Linked DNA regions of Mus musculus: region 2 is linked to region 1. A link is a contact called in public Micro-C data. All regions are on one chromosome and are shown on one strand. The core of a region is the stretch at or near the end of the contact, and the rest is flanking DNA. Distances in the headings are between cores, read along the strand shown.

Region 1 (4,265 bases), core at 575-3,074:
TTCTATCCTTTCCTACATTTTCCTTAAACTTTCTAGTCCTTAGACTTTAGGACTTTCAAACTAGAAGTCTTTCTTCTCAGCACAGATAAAGTCTTCCTGTCTGGCTTCAAACTTACTTAATAGACATGACTTTACAAACACTTATTATAGCTTTGATATGATTAACAATATAAATAGTACTTTTTAAATATACTAGCATTATCCATTGCAGATCTCTGAGTTGCAGGCCAGCCTGGTCCACAGATTGAGTTCCAGGACAGCCAAGAACACAGGAAAACACTGACTCAAACAAACTGAATAAAATAAAGTAATAAATACACTAACATTGAGATGCCTGTTGTAAATACCGTTATTTTACAGACCGAAAGACTAGAAAAATTAACTGATGTAATGTTTAGTAAATGCTGAGGTCTGAATTTAAATCTAGTTTTCTGATTTCAATACCAACTACATATTTAAAGAAAGTGTTTTGCATTTAAAAATATTAAACCTCCCCAGCTCCTGGCAACCAAATTATATCTAATAAACCAAGACTTTTAAGAAAGTTATACATTTCATTATTATAAAGTTCTCTCTTCAATAATTCTACAATCAAGAATTATAGAATTCAATGAAAATGCTTTTCCCTAGCCTAATCTTTATGTTGTTTTAAAGGTAAATATCACTTCAGCCACTATCAGCATGAAAAATCTTTTTTACTTTACCAGAGCAGTTTCTTTAAAATACCTAGATGCACTCTAGAAATGCCCAACTCCTTTCACCTCCTGATATTTTCAAGATGGGAGGAGATCCTGCAAGACTCTTCAGCATCATGCAATACTCTTTCTCCCCCTTCATTCTTAAGAGAAAAAAAAAAAAAAAAAAGGTATTAGGGTCGTGGAGATGGCTCACTGAGAAAGGTGTCTGCTGCCAAGCTGTGCAGCCCGCGGTTTGATCCCCAGGAGCCATGTGGTGGAAGGAGAGACCATTCCCTTGGGTTAGCCTCTGACCTCCAGCACACACACACACACACACACACACCCGTATACACACAAATAAATAAATATGTACCTAAAATAAATAATAAGAAAGAAAAGAGAAAAGTCAAACACTGAATCCAAACGCGTGCCCCCGCCAGCATTACCCCTTTAACAAATTGCAATCCTTAGGTCTTTTCTAGGTTATATAATTTATCTGTCAAGTGGAAAGCTTACTAAGGCCCTACAATTACAAATTAACAAATGATCGAAATGATCTAATTCTGGCAGCTAAGTAATGACATCATGTTAATTACACGGCTGTCACCTAAACAGCCTAAAGGCAACGCAAAGGACAAACGCCGACGAACTTTTGGAGCACTAAACAGTCAGGAGTGCAGTAACGTCTGAGACACGCCACCCTTCTCTCTCCAGCACCTGGCACCCTCAGCACTCTCAGAAAGTTCTTCTGAATGCGGGGGAAACTGCTCAAGCACAGAGCCTGTGCGGGAAGCTGGGGGATTCGCGACGGAGCTTGAAAGAAGTGCTGTTTGACCACTTTAGTCTGTCTATTCCAGACGCCCTGTTTGGCCGTGCACGGACCCTGGGAAGCAGCTAGGAAGGTGGGGTCTGAACTGAAAACCCAAGGTCCGGGACGAGGGGGCGGGGAGGGGGCGTCACTTGCCTCCCATTCCTTCAAGAATCGCTGGGCCTCGCCAGGACCAACAGTCTTATGTCTCCTAAATTCGTCCTTCACGTACTGGTCACCCAGGGCTTTGAGGTCCGGGGGCAGAGCCCGATGTAGCAGCAAGATTCGCCTATATAAAGCCCGGACTCTCGAGACATGCTTCCCCGGCATCGCGCCGCGCCTGCGCAGAAGGTGGGCGTAGCTCCGCCCCCGCTAGGAAGTCGCCTATGGGTGAACCCCAAAGCGGGCGGAAGAGAGCGCGCGACCTTCATCCGGTTTGGTCCGTCATAGAATCTTGTCCTTCCGGAAACCCGGATTTGGGGCGGGCGGACAGAAACGCTCTGCCAAAGGCGCGGCTGTTGAGGAGTAGTTGTAATTTCTTGAGTTTCCTAGAGAGGTGCTGCTGTGTAAGACAAAAAGTCTTGTGTGAGCGACTTGTTACCTTCAGAGTTAACTCATCTTCTCCATTTGCTAGTTTCTTCTTATTAAATATTTGAGAAAGACTTCATCGAACTGAAGTCTTCTCCAGAAAGCCTTGCGTGGTTAATCCAAAGTGTTATGGCTTCTGAAATAGTGTGGCATTCGCCGGTCCCTCGCAACAGCCCTCGTCCTTTGCAGTGCTGTACTTGGAGTTTATGCAGTAGGCATAGCTTCTTCCAGGTAGTTATCACAAGTGAGCCCTGAAGGGCAGACTTTGTTGGTCTAGGTCAAGTGCACTATGAAAGAATCTTGGGAGTTATTTTATGTGTATTTTTTTTCCAAGACCAAGATTCTGAGAATTTTTATTAAACAATGTGAGATGAAAATGTGAGACCCTGACTTAGAGCGTTTCTCCCTGGAAGATAAAGCCCCTGGATGTTTCCCAAGCTTGTTTTCCCTGATCTTTAAAAAATACAGCTAGAAAGAAGCTCTTTGTTCTCTATAGCCAGCAAAAAGCCTTTTTGTTTCTATACTGTACAACCAGAGATGCCTGCCTTCCTGTGCCAAGGACACAGAGATAAAAATTCAGAAAGAACTCACTCCCCACTCCTGCCTTGTAAATTTCACCAAGGACACCCGGAAGAGAAGAACTCTTCCCAAGTCCTCCCAACTCTCCTCCCAACTCCTCCCAAGTCTCCTCCCAACTCCTCCTAACTCCTCAGCTAGCTGTTAAAAGCTCCCTACTGTCACCGGGTCGAACTCCCCTGCCCTGCACCAGCAAAGGGACTTCATCCTCAGCTAGCTGATAATAAAACCTCTTGCAGTTTGCATCAGGTATGGTTTTCTCTCAGGACGTTGGGGTGTTGGCCAGCTCACCTGGGGACTTGCAGAGGCCCAGCATCGGGGGTCTTACAAAAACAAGAAATCTAGATGTTCACAAGTCCAAACTTGTGTAGAGGTGGGGAAAAAAAAAGTAACTATTTCAAAAGCTGATAGCTTCTTGTCCTTATTCTTTCGTTCCAATTAAATTTTAATCCTTCAGCAAATCCTAATAGCTCCACCACCAAAATCATGCAGGAATCAAACATTATTTCCATCACACCCTGTACCATAATTATCTCTTTCTACTGGATAGCTACCGTATCTGTGTTCTTGCCTCTGGCCATGTTGAACTTCAGTTATGATCTACCCAGGCTGTAATTAGATAACATCGTTCCTCTGCTTAACAAATCCTCAGTAGCACTCTGTTATTGAACAACTCAAAGTCTCTCTACCTCTAGAATTTAAATGTTCTATTTATTCACTCCCTAGTAAGTCAGTTCCACTCACACTGGCCTCCATCTTTGAACTCCTTCACTTCCAACCGGAAACCTTGTTTGGAGCACTTCCGGGGGCTGGTAGGAGGCATCACTTGCCAGAACCAGTGTGTCGGCTCACTGTCGTGTGACCTTTCCCAACAGCCTTGTTTGAAACTAACATAACCAAGCCAAACCTCCCATGGTGCTCCTGCTTTTGTTGTTTTTTCTTTTTTGTCTTCATAATACTCAGCAGGCCGTACTTTGCTTAGTTACTGATTCTAGCTTCTGACAAGAATACTTAGGGGAAGGCGTTTTTCAGGAGGAGGGAGTGTTTCCCACCGGTCTGGCTGTGCTCTAGACATGTAATAACCACATTACTGTTGCATTGGTGCAGAGCGTTTATTAGTGGTGTTGAGCACATCAGGATTTGCATGTTGGTAAAACACAAGAGGGCAAGAATGTGTGCAGTTGTCTCACAAACATAGGATTTCTGTCTGTGTAACAATTATGAAATCAAAAAAGACAATAGCCTACAATGTTTTTTGCTCATTTCGAGGTCTCACTACTGTACAGCACAAAATAAGAAGCACTCCAGTATTTATGCCCTTGAATAGAGTTTTTCCTTTAACTTTAAGGAAATTACTTGCCTAAAATACTATCTTAATAAATTTAATTTGGTATCATGACAAATCACATTAATGGCAAGGATTGAAGAGCAGTGTGGTTATTTTATTTCAGGGCATCTTTGCTACCAAATTTCATCTGTTAATATCCTTGAAAATTGAAAATTATTTTATTCTAGTTTGCTTTTTTTTTCTGGTTTCTCTTCAGGTTAAATTAACAAGTATAATAAATCCTTCTTTCAGAGCCAAAGCTCCTTATTAAAATGTGGAAAAAAACATC
Region 2 (4,265 bases), core at 763-3,262, 600 kb before region 1:
ATTAACATACCTGGAGATCCTTGTAATTTGGATCTTTAGTCAGAGGACTGTTTAGCTAAGGTTAGTTTCCAATTTGCATCACTTTGGTGCAGTGAAGCAAGAGAAATGGATCCCCTCCCCCTCCCCCCACGATCTAGAGTTAGTGAAGTACAGATCGAAGACTTCTGGGAATCAAAAGCCTTTAGGCGTGTAAATCTATACTCCCAGTACAAGAGACATTTGGGTTCTCCAGGAAGGAGCAAGCATGCAGACCAGGTAGCCTGATAGATCTAGTGACTATTGCTCATCTCACCAGCATCCCGCTTGCCCATTAATCCAAAGAACTGCTGAGGCTTGGGTCTTCGGGCGATTCTCTGCAGAAGATGCTCAAAGGGCTCCGGCATTGCCTCCTGGGGGACAAACCCGCGAGCAGACAACTTAAGTGAACCAGGATCACCTTAGTGGTGCACCTGAGCGTCCCCCAGAGCCACAGATTCCCCCAGACACCAGAACCTGGTGGGCTAGCACGCGTCTGGGCCATACTAAAACCTATACACTTTCCCCAATCTGGCCCCGCCTGGGATTTCCTTCTCCACAAAGTCTACCGGGGAGGCTCCTGCAGCAGCGCCACACCTGCCAGCCCTGGATCCTGTAAGCTTTCTGCTCTTAATTGCACCAGAGGGCTCACTCAAGTTCTTGTTATCACCTTTGTTTGCTCTCAGCGAGGCTTCGAAGTCCTCTCACTGTCCTAACTGTGAACAGTAGGGTGGATGAAGAAGGGTGAGGATACTTTCAGAGCAACCTTGCACCACCGCACAACTTTCACCATTTCCCAAGGCGCGCTCCTTGGAGCCAGTAGCCAAGAGTGATGTACAGGGAAACTTGGAGCACTGAATGCTGGAGTGCGGAGTTAGTTTCTCCACTGAGACCCCGCAGCTAAGTAAAATCCCGCTTTTGCCCCCATTAACTGATTCACTTCTCTATCCAGCATCTCAAACGCTCTGGCAGTGCGGTTTTACTAAATTCCCCCCTCGATTTCCCCTCCTCCCCAACCCTGTAAGTAGGGATTAAAACCTAATGAGGTTTCCAGCGTGGTGAGAACCCGGCTGTGAGAGAGAAAGACAGAGAGGAGAGAGAGGAGGTGGGAGGGGCGAGATACTGGGGAGACACTGACTGAACCTACGACGTTGCCCTCCCTCAGGGAGGAAACTTAGTTTGGTTCTGGGCAATAAGCCCTGTGCCTTGTCCGGGACGTGATGACCTTTATATTCCAGTGCGCCTCTCCAGCTCAAGCTGGGCTAATCAGGGTGCTACCACAAGGAGAAGGCAACAGCTCCCACGCCCGTTTGGGACTCACCTTGATCTGGTCACTGTCGGACCAGTCGGACCAATAATTTAGATCATCGTTGGCATCGATTTCCTCTGCAAACAGTTGAGTGGAAACGAGAAAAAAGACCGCCACGGCCACGAGGATTTTCATGTTCGATTTCTGAAGAGAGTAGGAGACAGAGGAAGGTGGGAAAGAGACATTATACATAAGGAGGCTGTGGCCACCCAAGAGTTAGAGCAGCTGAATTTCAGTGCCACAAGGAAGAAAGAACAGGTCCCGCTAAACCAAGATTAAAATAAAAACAAAACCAAAAGCCCACCAGGTCGAACACTTCTCCAAACCCTTTAAGAAGGCTCCTGAGGCGCCAAAGAGCCTCAAATCCTCCTCTCCTTGAGTCTCAGCGTCCCAGCCCCCTACCCACTGGCCCACACTCTCAAGCCTGAAGACTCTGCAGGTGGCAGACAAAGAGAGGCGTTGGTATTTGCACACTTTCTCTCCGGGTCTGAGAATGGAGTGGGAGCAGAGCCAGGGCGGACGCCACCTCCGACGAAGGCACGACGGGTCCCAGGCAGCCTTGGCTGGCAGGCTAGAGTGGTACTCACTGCGGTCAGACCGCGGGGATGCTCCGCAGGTGCGCACTTGCTGGGCGCTCTTTGCTCTCCTTGGCCGCGGTGCAGGAGCGGAGCAGGTCCGAGTGCGGTCTAGTCCCCAGCTCCTGCTTTGCGGTATTTATCTCAGGCGTGACGAGCCTGTAGAGCCACGTGACACTCTCCCCACGCGACTTTCTGCTCAATATTTAATTAGCCGCCCCCTCGCCTTTCGCTTGCGTGATGTAGAGTTTCCGAGACGGTAACCCGTCGGAGTCCATAACATCTGGACCAAATTGTGTTCGAAATGACGCAATTTTAGGGAAGTCGAGGTCTTGCCATCCAATCCAGAGAGACCTGTTTTCTTCGTCTGACAATCTGACGCCCTCCTCCCCTCTTCTTCCGAACAAGGTTCAGTGACACCTGAGATTACTCATCAAAACTGAGTGAAGTGACTCATGCCTCGGACTTTGGGAACTTTTCTCTCTAGAGGAGTCAGGGAATCTTGAGCTTTGAGGACAGCCAAATAACTTCCGCAACAAAACCTTGTGAAATGACACTAAGACACTAGCAAGCACTTCAGTGGGATGAGGCAAGCGGGGATTTTCCTTCTAGCTCTACCTGTATGTGTCTTAAAGGTTCCTGAGGTGTTACATGGCTGGAACAGCCCTCCCTCCCTAAATCAGCCAGAATACTCTCTCTCATTTCTCTAGCCTTGCAAAGGGGTTTCAGTCTTGTGTTCTAGAGGAGGAAAGCAGACTTGCTTTACATTTAGGAGAAAGAAGAATTGAAGCCTGCTGTAGCATGTAGAACAGCATGTGGAACGTACCCACCAGCCATCCGAGGACGCTGTAGCATGTAGAACTTACCCACCAGCCATCTGAGGACGCTGTAGCATGTAGAACTTACCCACCAGCCATTCAAGGACGCTGTAGCATGTAGAACAGCATGTGGAACGTACCCACCAGCCATCTGAGGACCTCTTTCGTTCCTCTGAAGCTTCTTCGCAGTCACACACAGAAGGTAGAGGGAGTTGCAAGAGAATAATTGTGCCTCTCTCCCCTTAAGCCTTGTTGGAGGGCTATAAAGTCTGTATGTTTACCTTTGTCACCAAGGGTGTGTGTGTGTGTGTGTGTGTGTGTGCTGCAGATCTGTCAGAGACAGAAGTCTTTAGCAAACCACGGTTTTACAGATACCTTCTGTCCCAGATGTATAATACTTTTCCATCTTTGGATGAAGTAAACGATGTTGCAGTTATTTGTTTTGACTTTTTTAGACTAGGACTCAAAATGGGTATTCTCCTAACTCAGCCTACTTGTTACTGGAACTACAGGTGTGTACCACCACACCCAGAGCGATGGGGTCTTTTGGATAGAGTTGTTTTCTTTTGGGAATCATCGTTCCCTAATATGTTTTTAGTATAATATGAAGAGGAAAGAAGTGTTTGCAAGCCAAACTAATGTTTGCCTCCAGTGTTTATATTGTTTTAAAACCTAAATGTAGACATTCAGAGGGATTTCATAATGTGAACATTCTATTTTTATTTTCAAAACTTTTAAAAGGAGAAATGGTGAACACAAATGTACAGTCATTTGCCTAAACAATTTGAAAATTTCATGCCTCCGCTTATGTAGAAAATATGTTCTCATGTACTATGGAGTTATTCTGATACATAATTCAGGAAATATGAAATAAATCCATGATCTACCAACTTTAAAAATTGCCAATTTAGAGCTTTTAAGGTATGACCTATTTTTTAAGACAAAGACCTCACAGATTTAAGCAGAGTTGATACATTTCAATGCAAGGTAGATAGATACTCATTACTTGATGCTGAACTTATGCCATTCTTGGCTAGCATAAAGTTCTTCCAAGGCTTTTGATATGTAATTAAAAGGAAGTGATGATTCCCTTGGTTTTGATCTGTTTCCTACCTGAGACTCCAAGTCTTCCTCTAAGGAGCCTTCATTTTCATTGAGTTGTACATGGTAAGTAGAGACCACAATCCAGGCATACATTGTTGATAAATTTCTTTCTTTTTATATCTTATTTTTATTTTTTATTTATTTATTTTATTACATATTTTCTTTTTTTATTAGATATATTCTTTACCTACATTTCAAATGCTATCCTGAAAGTTTCCTATACCCTCCCGCCACCCTGCACCCCTAACACCCATTCCCACTTCATGGCCCTGGCAAATTCCTGACTGGGGCATATAAAGTTTGCAAGACCAAGGGGCCTCTCTTCCCAATGATGGTCGACTAGGCCATCTTCTGCTACATATGCAGCTAGAGACACAAACTCTGGCAATACTAGTTAGATCATATTGTTGTTCCACGTATAGGGTTGCATACCCCTTCAGCTCC

What was found. A called contact is a pair of places that touch in the nucleus more often than the background predicts.
Region 2: a contact with region 1 is called in a Micro-C map of embryonic stem cells. The contact joins the promoter of Tac1 here to the promoter of Sdhaf3 in region 1. A contact is called at or near these places in 4 of 39 promoter capture datasets (cranial neural crest, embryonic stem cells and frontonasal cranial neural crest), 1 of 484 Hi-C or Micro-C datasets (embryonic stem cells) and 1 of 9 other capture datasets (embryonic stem cells).

What each region holds. Positions count from the first base shown.
Region 1 is chr6:6,953,577-6,957,841 of GRCm38.p6, reverse strand. It overlaps Sdhaf3 (succinate dehydrogenase complex assembly factor 3), which reads right to left and starts at 1,824. Exons shown (of 2, transcript NM_001077713.1): 1 at 1,642-1,824. The coding sequence starts at 1,815.
Region 2 is chr6:7,552,808-7,557,072 of GRCm38.p6, reverse strand. It overlaps Tac1 (tachykinin 1), which reads right to left and starts at 2,012. Exons shown (of 7, transcript NM_009311.3): 1 at 1,912-2,012; 2 at 1,337-1,468; 3 at 293-389. The coding sequence starts at 1,459.